2 separate regions of the Bombyx mori genome follow, and region 2 is linked to region 1. The links are chromatin contacts, called in public Hi-C maps. All regions are on one chromosome and are shown on one strand. Each heading gives the region's core, a stretch centred on a gene start, on an enhancer-like site or on the middle of the called end of the contact. The rest is flanking DNA. Distances are from core to core; before and after follow the strand shown. Region 1 overlaps LOC101740640 (dual specificity tyrosine-phosphorylation-regulated kinase 2). Region 2 overlaps LOC101740640 (dual specificity tyrosine-phosphorylation-regulated kinase 2).

Region 1 (6,004 bases), core at 2,436-4,935:
ATGTACAATCAAAAATTTTCTCCCGCGAACTGGGTTAATCCACTTATAAATGTTAAAAGAACCTTTTACGTGCCTGACCACGTCAAGGGTTGTAATAAAAGGGCTTCAAGACGCGATGGTAAAAATTAATAGAGAATATTTTAATTAAAAAAAAACAATGTCTTCTGTAGATGTTAATCTCGTATATGTGCCAAAAAGTTGCTATTCAGTTAATAGATATTTAAATCCGATCTTAAATTCTTAATTATCGTTATTAAATATACCTAAACTTTTTTAAGGGAGTTAAATATTTACGTTAGTACTTATTTATAAATCAATGGTTCGTCACGTAACACAAAATCAGTATTTGTGCGTTTTTATAAGTATATATATATACATAAATTAAAGGTTTGTAATTTTACGTAACTAATGGCTTTTTTGTGTTCGCACGATGATTATTAAGTTAAAATTTAATCTTCTAAAGTCGGAAATTGTTGTCGATAAGAAATTTATAACATAATAATAAAAGTTGAAAGTTGTTTCATTATACTTGAATTATTTTGTTATTGGTTTTATTTCCGTTTTTCCTGTTGCATTCTCAACAATTAAAGAGACATCGGCCACGATACCGATTTTACCGCATCACACCTTTTGCATAGGTCGGAGTTGACAGCCCTATCGCGACTACCGAACATATCCATAAAAAATAAAGAACATAAATGAGCTTCATTTATGTATTTCACTGTTTTGTTCCCGTATCGTGTTTCTGAGTTTCTCGCCGGATCTTCTCAGTGGTAGATTCTGCGAAGCACTGCTCTTGTTAGGGCCACTGTTAGCAACACACCCGGTTTGAGCCCCGTGAGCTCACCTACACGTCAAGGAGAAGCTGATATTAAGGCTATCAGCATAGACAGGAAAAAAAACGCGCTTTTTTTTTTATTGCCTTTGTTGGCAGACGTGCATACGGCCCACCTGATGGTGAGTGGTTACCGTCGCCCATGGACTTCAGCAATGCCAAGGGCAGAGCCAAGCCGCTGCGCTTATACCTAGTCAGGTCATAAATTCTGTCACATGTTTAATGTAAAATAATTGAAACAAGTTTATTCATTATGTAACCATTCATATACCAAAATGAACTTAACAAAACATAGATTCTTATGACACTAAAGTTTAAAGCCTCAATCTGCGCGGCCAGTCGTCTATCGCAGCACGAACGCGGTCCATGTCAATATCGGCGGCTGCCTTAATCAAGGATGTCTTGAGTGACTCCAAATTGGGATGAGGCTTTGAGCACGCCTTTTCCTCCAAGTGTTGCCATATCTTGTAATCTAACGGATTCAAATCTGGACTGGAGGAGGGCCAGTCTTCGTGCCGGATGAAGTCGATTTCACGCGCCGCCAGCCAGTCTTGTGTGCTCTTCGCTCTATGAGCTGGCGCCGAATCTTGTTGGAATACCCAGTGCCTGTTATTGAACATGGTATGAGAAACAGGTTCCACAAGGTTCGTCAGGACTGTATTTTGATACACAACTGCATTCGTTTTTACACCTTTCTCACAAAAATGTACCTCTGTTAAGCCCCAATAAGAAACTCCCAACCATACCATGAGCGAGGATGGAAAATGACCTCGTTGGACATGCGGAATACGGTTGCTCGCTTCTTCACTACTGTGTCCGTACACCTTATCATTTTGTTTGTTGTAGCTCTCTTCTACGGTAAAAAATTTTTCACCCGAAAAAAGAATTTTCCGTAATTTTTTTCCCGCGTACCGCTTCAACAAAGCGCGGCATCTCTTCAGTCTCAGGTCCATTAGACGAGCATTCAAACGATGTCCTGTTTTTCTTCGATATGCCCGAAGCCCTAAGTCTTCATTTAACACCCTTTTCACCGTGGTTCTGCTTAACCGCATCTGAAGGGCCAACAGTTTCTGCTTATGTTTGGGATTTCTTTGAATTCGCGCCTTCACAGCTTTTATCACTGCTGGAGTCCTAACAGACCGAGGGCGACCACTTCTTGACCTGTCATCTACACTAGAGTCTTCATTGTATCGTTTGATGGTACGATAAACGAATCTTTTGGTTATATTGAAATTTTTCAGTATGTTAAAAATTTGAATTGGCGCGTAACCGCAACGATGCAACGCAATAACTGCAACACGGTCTTCTTTAAGCGTCCACTCTATATTTGAAAGTGAGTAAAATTCTAAAAGTATACATTTTTATTTTCATGAACAATTCGAAATTGGAATTCAATAAACTTTTTTGTGACCAGCATTCTAAAAGAAAAGTTTTTACTGTGTGACAATACTTATGACCTGACTAGTTATACATTTGACAACAACGTGCGCTTATGTTAGCCCAGTGTGTTAAGCATCACACTACAGTAGCGAACGCCATTTTTCTCATAAAAAAATATGATAGATATTTCGCAGGCGCGCTAGCTCCGTACTGTAGACAAGACTTAAAACATAATAGTGTCCTCACTTATTAGTGAAAAAATATTAATCGAATAAAATCTATATTTCATTCATTTGGACGTCACAAATGTTAAAATTTAATACACAACGAATTATTCTCTAATTATAATAATGACTTTACCATTTTTTACGTTTAAGGCATATCGACCCTTTAATCCACATATCGGTAATAAAATAAACGTATAGACGTAACAGATATAAATGTGTATGGACATCGAACGCGGTTTGACAGCGAACTAATAGCAATTTCATGTATTTTATTGGTTTATTATAAAGTTCAAGCAGTGAGTTCACGTTATAAAACAAAATATTATCACTTTCACGGACTTCCTCGATTGAAATTGAAGCTATGCCTAATAAATAAACTGTGGAAAGTAACGGGTGTGACAGCCAAAAACTTGTCTCAATTCCCCTCTTATTAGAGATTGATTAATCAAATTATTCAAAACATATTGAATTGTAACGTTTTAAGAGATTAGCAAATGGACCACGCCAGCCAATTTGAGTTATCCTATTGGCGGAATGGTTACGTGCTCAGATAATGAATAACTAATTAGTTAATTTATAAGGACAACTCGCGTATTAACTAATGCGTTCAAGTTTGAAGTGGTATAATGATATTTAATACATTTATAGAATGTTCACAGGTGTTCGGCATCTACATTGTTTTTCTCATTAGCTTTGGTCATCGTTTTTATTGGATGGAACGAAATAGTACGATGTCATTCTCTGGGTGCGCTGAGAAAGCATTTTTGATGAATATAAAAATGTTACATGAGCACGAGAAATAATAAATAAATATTTACTAACAATCACGCCACGTTAACTGGTCCCGTGCTAAGTTCGTAAAGAACTAAAAAGAAATAAATGTAAGATTTTTATTATACACATACATATATTTAACAGACATCCATAACCCTGGAAAAGACATTTTATATTTATCATACAAACATCTTCCCTTGGCGGGATTCGAACCCGCGTCTCCCTTGTGTAGTGACCATGTCACTCACCACTACACCAGACGGCCGTCTAGAATGAACTAGAATAGACAAAAAAAAAACTAAACCACACATTAAAACATCAGCTGCGTACAGTAAATTACATTACAACACGTAAACACGAATAATTCGATCAATCTCAACTATTCTGCGAGTAAACGTTTCTCGCGCACCTGTACCGGACATTGTGTGTTATTGTTACTCGTCTATAAAGTTACTGACACATGTAAAGCGATTAAATAAGTTATTCTTAAGTTTTTGTTGACTTCAATACACCGAATCGGAAGAGGTAGAACGTGGCTCGTGGATTTGAATCTGTCCAGCTACACATTATTGAGCGCTCTCTTGTAACATTATATCGAGGGGTAAAAGGCGACATTTCGTTGGATACGCAACATTTATCTTTGTAACAGTTCGATGTTTTTAATTGAACTTCAACTAAGTTTACTCCATTCAAATAGCTGAATAAGTTTTTCTGTTATCATATTTTATCCAAATTTTTAACTCTAAATGACTCTCCTGTAAGGTTACAGAAATGTCGCTTAAACCTAATATCCTTTCATCAGTCGATATGTAAAAAAGAAAGTATGTATTCAGTTCGGGAAATAGCATAGCGCATAAACTGTTCTCAAGCTTTCAAAATGTATGATTTAATAGAAAGTTTTCGTTAAGTTCTGAACGAATGCTTAGTGCCATAATGCTGAAACTGGACACTTAACTGCTATTTTAACGTTTATGTTTCGTAAATATAAGCCATCATGTAATAATAATCCGACAGTGATTAAGTCCGAATGGGGTGATAATGTATAAAATAATAATGTTCGAATCGTGCTTTATTCTATTCAAAAACTTGTATAGCTTTCAAAATCAATTTCTTATAGCTTACAGTGTGACGTTACCGCTGTTGAGTGCATCGCAGCTGCCAACTGTGAGAGTCGTGAGTGTGTGTATGTTCCGGAGAGCGATAAAAACAATCGCGGATCGCCTGTTTAATATAATGTCGCGTGGAGCGTATGATTTCACTGGATTTATTAGCGGGAATAATTTTTTTCATTCGCTAGTTTTATTTAGTCTCGTGTTTTTCCACATTAATTTTGCGCCAACTTTAATAGTCAATATAAATGTCTGGATTTCTTACGTACGTATGCTGTGACGTACGATTTGAATATAATAGGTTTTTGGAGTTTACTCCTTTAGAATCGATTTACATATATAGGCCCGGGGTATGAAAATTATGGGGACCAAAATCGTACTAGCATGTCACACGAAATGCGTTATGCGCCTGATTGCGCATGTCACACGAAATGCGTTATCGCAGGTGACGCCGGGCTGCTGCGCCGGCAGTCCGCCACAAAGCCTCGTACTGATCGCGCGTTTCTCTCATTATTGTATTTTCATATATTTGTTAGTCGTTTGTTTTGTGTCTCGTTAATTTGTTAATAATCTGTAGTGTATCGTGTTGTCGTAATATAGAACTATTTCTCGTATTGTTTCGTTTAATTTTTTATATCCAGTAAACTCCAGTCGTGCGTCGGAGCGGACACACACACTTTTTTTTTTTTACTTTTTTCTTCACATACCCGGGATAAGGTTATTCTTATTCTTATTAATAGAGTACAATTGAGGCCGTCAGCGCAAAAGTGGCCTAATCCACAATTTTTGATAATCAAATATAATAAATTTTGATGCAAAACCAGCCTATCCATAGTTTCACCCATAGATAACAGATGGCTTTGTAAACCTTATTTTTGCGCGTATTGTTTTTTGCCTACTCAAATTCAAATTCATGAAAACTTTTAAACTTCATTGCTCCATAATAACTATGGCAACCTTAGGCTACTTTTGCGCTGACGGCCTCAATTAACCTAACGCGATGGGATACCACTTACTCATAATTAAAGGAGATGTCTGCTTTGTTGTAAATTGAAAACCAGCTAAAATCGAACAGCTGACTAATTAACAAAACAGAAAAGGAAAACAGTTAAAATAAGATAACTTATTTAAACTACTCTTGATTAAGGCTAAAAGACAATAAACAATAAATAAAGATATAATACAACACTAAATGTCGAGCTGTGAACATACTTACAGAATCCAATATAATAAAACGAACATATTCGATGTAAAATAAAAATAAATTCCACGAGTTTGATTGAAATTTATTTTTAACTAGTTGACCCGGCAGACTTCGTAGTGCCTCAATCGAGAAATAAAAGACCTCTAAACTATTGTATAAAATAAACTTAAAACAAAACAAAAGGAAACATCAAAGGGAAAACAAAATTGTTATTTTTATTTAATTCCGAGCATTTTCATATTTATCTACTGTTTAAAACTTCTCTGGACTCTTCTTCTCTTCCACAAATAATTCAAGACCAAAATTTGCCAAATCGCTCCAGCCGTTCTCGAGTTTTAACGAAACTAGCGAACAGCAATTCATTTTTATATATACTAGCGACCCGCCCTCGCTTCGCTTCGGAAACTGTAATTTATTATTAATTTCTCCACTATTTAATGGATGTTATTATACATACAAACCTTCCTCTTCAATC
Region 2 (6,004 bases), core at 1,255-3,754, 34 kb before region 1:
CAGTGTAAAAGTAAATTCAAACCTAATACTTACTTAGTATACTCTCCATACTAATTAAGGTATGTTTAGGCTACTTTTGCGCTGACGGCTTCATATAACGTGAACAAAACACACGCATCCAAATGGAAGGACCATGTTCCTGATGCCTTAAAATATTAAATTACCGTTAGTCGAGTAAACCATCCGTCGACCCAGATACAATAATGTTTTAAATGTTTTTAAATACACACTTGTCAGAATATTGAACTACATTTGTTAGACGTTCAATCTAGGTCATCTTATCTTAATTTGTGACATTGTATTAAGTGCAGGCACGCTGTTGTTAATTTACGTAATGGGTCACGGCTTACGTTACGTGTGGGAAGTCTCGAGTATTCGTTTTATTGCTTTCTATTGTGCAAAGTAAACCGGGTTGCCTTTCTTGCCGGTTTTTTTTTTAATTTCGTACATTATCTATATTGTTATATTAATACGTGAGCAAAAATTTTGTACCCCTTTTTACGAAAATTGCGCGGACGGAGGAGTATGAAATTTCCCGCGCTTATAGAGAATATAGGGAAGGAGTGCAGAATGCTAATTTTTTCTTTTAATTATACATAAAAATACATTAAATCAATAATAAAAGCATTAGACATTAGATTAGATGTATTTGACACACACACACGCATATATACCCTTTTGTTTATTGTTAAAGTCTTTGGTCTAATCGAGAATAGATTAATATGGTTGGTCTTTAATATTATTTGTCTATAATGTAGCCTTGGAAAAATATGTGATTAAAGAAGTAAAGTTTTTGACAATAGAACCATAATAATGTTCAAACTTATAATTTAAACTAATAATTATAATCGATTTTCGACTTCTGTGGAACCACTAGTAACTCTAATTTCATTATTCGTTACGTCGTAATGGATTTGCGAATTACTGTAGGTAATCGATGTACTTGTACGTGGATTTTATAAGAATTTGAACGTCATCAATGCTCAAGTCAGGTAATACGATATTTTACTAAGAAATCTTAGCGTTTGTTAATAGTAGTTGAAAATTGTCGAACCAGTTTAGCATTAGTCTGCTCGGAACGCCGACCGGTCTGTGTCTGTTTCGTTACTATTTTTGACATCGGATTACGTGGCTGCAATTCTGCAATAGCAGCCTTTTATTTTTCCTACCTATGCTGATAGCCTTGAGAGGCTATTTCAGCTTCACCCTAACGTGTGTAGGTGAGCTCACGGGGCTCAACCGGAGAGTTGCTAACACTGACCCTAGCAAGAGCAGTGCTTCGCAGAATCTACCACCGGATCGGAAACGCGACCCACTGAGAAGATCCGGCGAGAAACTCAGTGGGCTATTGGCAGCCACGAAATCCGACGTAGTACTGCAAAGTCAATCAATCTTTGAAACCTCAGGCTGCGTAGAACCCGCATTCACTGTGTTTTGCATGTGCATTAAAAAAGAGGTTATGTTTAAAAAAAAGCTTCTTGATTTTTTTTTTTTATTGAACCTCTATGAAGGTTTTAAATCAGTTTCTGTTTTTACGAATACAATATGTAAGTGTCGAAATAAATTGAGTACAATAGGTGAATGTAAGGTCCATTTGTATTACTTCTGGATTTCCTGAGAGATGCGGGCAAGACTTCGTTGAGATCTGACTCAATCAATAGCGAATGAGAATGATGCCACAGGCACAACCTTTCAATTGTCGCCCCTAACTATCTACAGGATGGCAATATATCTCATAATTTTTTGAAAAAAACAAAAGAGATCTAAGAAGAAGACGACAAAAGACTTCGAGTGTGTAGACAACGTTAACGCCTCATATTAATGTGCAGATTAATCTTTTGCGTACAAAAATAAATGAACTTAAAACTAAGCCGGCAAAACGCGTCGCCATAGCAACGGCATATTTAACAGCAATCGTTTGCACAACAGGACTCGTTTTATCGGCATGTGCAGCGACCTAGAGGGTCGAACACCTGTGCCCGCAGGTAGTTTTATAAATAAAACCAGTCCTACTAGAACGGGTTCGCATCTCGTCGTATACATCAAACTGTTTCCGATGTTACCTATTTCTATGTACTTAAGGTCAATATTAGATTGACGTTAATTATTGTATAAGTATTTTAATTTAATAAAAACCACGCGAACAATTATTTCAAAGGTATTATTATGATACTGTTTGTATTTTTACTCCCCGCATTGGATTTCCGTAATGTCCTTTACTACAATAATTGTACATGTGAAACAGTTGTTTTTACATATTTCCTTGTACGTTTCCTGTTTTGATAGTATAAAAAGCAGAACAAAGGATTTCAAATCGAGCATCATGAAAACAACAGTACTGTTTTATTACAAGAATAACTATAGCTAGCGTTTTCTATGACAGGCGTAAATGAGTAGAAGAGGATACTAAATTCGGTTTTTGGGCCCGGATAAACATCGCTACATAAACATATCTTCCCGCATTAAAAACACGAGTTCGATGTTTTGATTTCATGAGAATGTTTCATGTACTATTCTTTAACCCTTAAAACCGGTTCGAATGTTTGCGACAGTAAGGAGCAGTAAGGTAGCAAACGCCACTACAAGCACAATCACAATTAATTACACAAAAAATGTTTTTATTTATTGCTTATATGGGTGGACGAGCTTACGGCCTGGTGTTAAGTGGTTACCGGAGTTCATAGACATCTACAGCGTAAATGCCGCCATCTTTCTTGAGATATGAGTTCTAAGGTCTCCGTTTTTACAGTACAACGGCTGCCCCACCCTTCAAACTGAAACGCATTACTGTTTCACGGTAGAAATAGGCACGGTAACTACCCGTGCGGACTCATAAGACATCCTCCCAATGAGAAGATTCCATTGTTTCCATTAGTTTTTGTTGTTGCAGATGTGCACGCAACCTAGTTTTTAGTGGTAGCTATGCCCTTATAATGTCGAAGTGCTATTTGTAATAATGATTCTACCATTCGAATTGTGAAGACTGGCTGCTTCACGGCAAAAATACGTAGAAAGACTTGGAAGAAGATAACAGTAGAGAATGGTTGGTTCGAAAATGAGAATTCTAGACCTAGATTAAGACACACGGCCGATGATAACTCATATCTTCCGATTAGATACATAGTTGGGCAGACTGTACTGTTTGTAAGATCCCCTGGCTCTGTTATTTTCATATAAACTGTTAAGTTTACGTAACAATGTAACACAGTGGCCGTGGATAAACCGTGCCAAAATAGCACGTGTCCAAATATTACACAAATGGTTGCTAAGTTGTCTGCAAGAGAAAATAGGTTAGGTCATCGAATATGAAAATTCATAAAATAAGTTTTTCTTCTGAAACTGTTATTCTCTTTTCATTATCTAGGTCAATATTATAAATGTGATAGTTTGTATGTTTGTTTTCCGATCACGCTGAAATGAATTGCATAAAATTCACACATAGTTTGAAGTTGGCATTATTATTGGTATAATTATAATAAACTAGAGGTCCCGCAGTAGTCGAAATTCGACAATAATTAATTGGAATTGTAAGTTTGTACACTATTATGATTGTATTTTATACTTATATATTCACAAATTTCGCCAAGGCTACTCTATAAAAAAATATTAATAAAGACAAACAACATTTAATCTATTCTCAATTTGACCACAGACGTCAAGAAGAAAAGTTTGACAATAAATAGTATGCATGCGTGTGTGCGTCAAATACATGGTATGTAGTGTGTGTAATGTTTTCTTTATCGAATTAATGTATCTTTTATGCATTATTTAAAAAAAATATTAGCATTGTGCACTTCTTCTCTATATTCTCTATAAGTGTGGAAAATTTCATACTCCTCCGTCCGCGCAATTTTCGTAAAAAGGGATACAAAGTTTTTGCTTCACGTATTAATATGTATTTAATAATATAGATTTGTATACAGTGTAAATTTATCATGACAAATGACATGATGTTCGTGATTTAAATACTTAGGTACAAACTAATATACAAATCGACTGATAGTTTATGTACCTGCTTTGGTACATAGTGATAGAAGCAATTATTTATTCCGACAAAATGGAATCTGTTTTTTTTTCGTACGGGTTCATAAGGCTGCCTACAAATAATAATTGACGCATATTATATTTTTTATGGGTTTGATTTTTAATTCACTTTTTTTTTTCCTACCTAAGCTGATAGCATTGAGAGGCTATGTCAGCGTAACCTTAACTAGTAGGTGAGCTCACGGGGCTCAAACCTGACGACGTTGCTAACACGAACCCCAGCAAAAGCCGTGCTTCGCAGAATCTACCACCGGATCGGAAACGCGACCCACTGAGAAGATCCGGCGAGAAACTCGGTGGGCTGTGTCTCACTGAGGGTTAATTTACTCGTCGAGCCCTTCGTCGCAAGCGACGGGTTCGACGAGAACGGTGCTTGAGGTACCTAAAAGCACCGTTAGTGGATCGAGAGGATCCGAAATGACGTGTTTGGGGCGACGTCTACTGCTTTCCATTCTGTCCGCAGGATCGGGAATGTTTAATTCACGATGTCATTCCCTCACTATGAAAGTCATTCGTCAACGTTTGTTAAGTACATATTTTATTTTTTTCGTACATGTCTGCGAGGTTCGAACACTGGCATATTCGCATTGCTCGAAACTATTACATCGGGCATCTTATCCTTTAGACCACGACAACTTCAACGAAAAATTAACTATTGTTTTCTTCAAGTCAGAAAACGTTCATAATTATACATTTTCCAAAATAATTTAATACGTAGACGTACGTACATATGTATCGAACCGTCGAAAAATGTGGAACACACATGCGTCCTTGTGTGTTTGCCTTACGGAACTGTTTCTAGTACATGCTGTAATTTTACAACAAACAACATTGCTCATGCATTTAAAATTTTAATTATTAACGAAATACAATTTGGCCAAGATCCAGTTTTGTATCTTTACTGCAGTAGAGTAGACAGTTCTTATTGTTCATCTAAATATAAAATTTAATTAAACGATCTACATGAAAAAAAAAATGTATTTCAGAGAAAAATTTGGTACATCCTAGCGAGAATCACGCGTCGTTGAGGAGTGCGGTAATCTGTTTGGTTTTTTGTAGAGCAGCCGGAACAAACCTCGGGTCAATCTCTATTGGTGCAACAACTCTTCCACATTACTCACATCGGCTATAGACTTCATCGTATCTTCATGAGACCGACACCTGCTCAATGACGTCACCTGTTTTGCCACGCTGTCAATTCTGCGTTCGCCTGCCTGTAGATTTTAAAACTATATAGCTTGCAAAAACCCCTTTTTTCGGATTTATAATAAATGAAATTGTGAAATGAAAAAAACATTCAGGCTGTGTCTGAGAGTTAATTTACTCGTCGAGCCCGTCGCTGGCGACGAAGGGCTCGACGAGTAAAGAACAATGACCGGTACCAGGTAGGTTTAGAGTTCTTCAGCAATATAATGAAAAAAATGTTTACGAGGCACTAGCTTTTATACACGGCTTTGCTCGTTTTAATGTAGAAATAAAATTAACGGTGCTCGTCGAATTTGGCAAAGAGTTCAACGCTCCGAAGCAGCTGCCCTAGAGTTAGGTTTCCTCCGGAGTCACTCAGGCGACTGTTGGCAAATCCCATCCCTCCTAGCTGAGCTCGTGGTCGACCACCTGTCCTGGTGAAACTGTTACCAGTGAACATTTCTTCGCGAAAATAAATTATATGCCGCTGGAATAGTACTTTTTCTAGATGAAAATTACTCTGTCATTTTCTATACTCCTGACAAAGTGTATGCTAAATTACCTGATAATCAGCTGAGTATTTTAACTAATCAATTGAAAGCATAACAAACATGGTCACTCTCGCATATAATGTCATAGTTTTTATGTTACCAAACTTCGTATTTAACGACAATCTGCTGGAGTAATCGAATGAACAAGAACACATTAATTTGAAAAGAAGATAAGCTTTATTTGTTGACCTATTTTACGTTGCCAGTTGGTTTCAAAGACGATT

What was found. A called contact is a pair of places that touch in the nucleus more often than the background predicts.
Region 2: a contact with region 1 is called in a Hi-C map of posterior silk gland, with 1.4 times the contacts expected there. The contact joins two enhancer-like sites. A contact is called at or near these places in 2 of 7 Hi-C or Micro-C datasets (middle silk gland and posterior silk gland).

The regions. Positions count from the first base shown.
Region 1 is chr27:5,688,417-5,694,420 of ASM3026992v2, reverse strand. The region is part of intron 1 of LOC101740640 (dual specificity tyrosine-phosphorylation-regulated kinase 2); the gene reads left to right. The region is part of intron 1 of LOC134201541 (a long non-coding RNA gene); the gene reads right to left. Among protein-coding and RNA genes, the nearest start is that of Mir2774b-2, 35 kb to the right of the region's middle. Within about 2 kb of position 3,685, at least 7 of the 8 cell types and tissues checked have open chromatin away from gene starts, as enhancers often do.
Region 2 is chr27:5,721,686-5,727,689 of ASM3026992v2, reverse strand. The region is part of intron 1 of LOC101740640 (dual specificity tyrosine-phosphorylation-regulated kinase 2); the gene reads left to right. The region is part of intron 1 of LOC134201541 (a long non-coding RNA gene); the gene reads right to left. Among protein-coding and RNA genes, the nearest start is that of LOC101740640, 7.8 kb to the left of the region's middle. Within about 2 kb of position 2,504, at least 5 of the 8 cell types and tissues checked have open chromatin away from gene starts, as enhancers often do.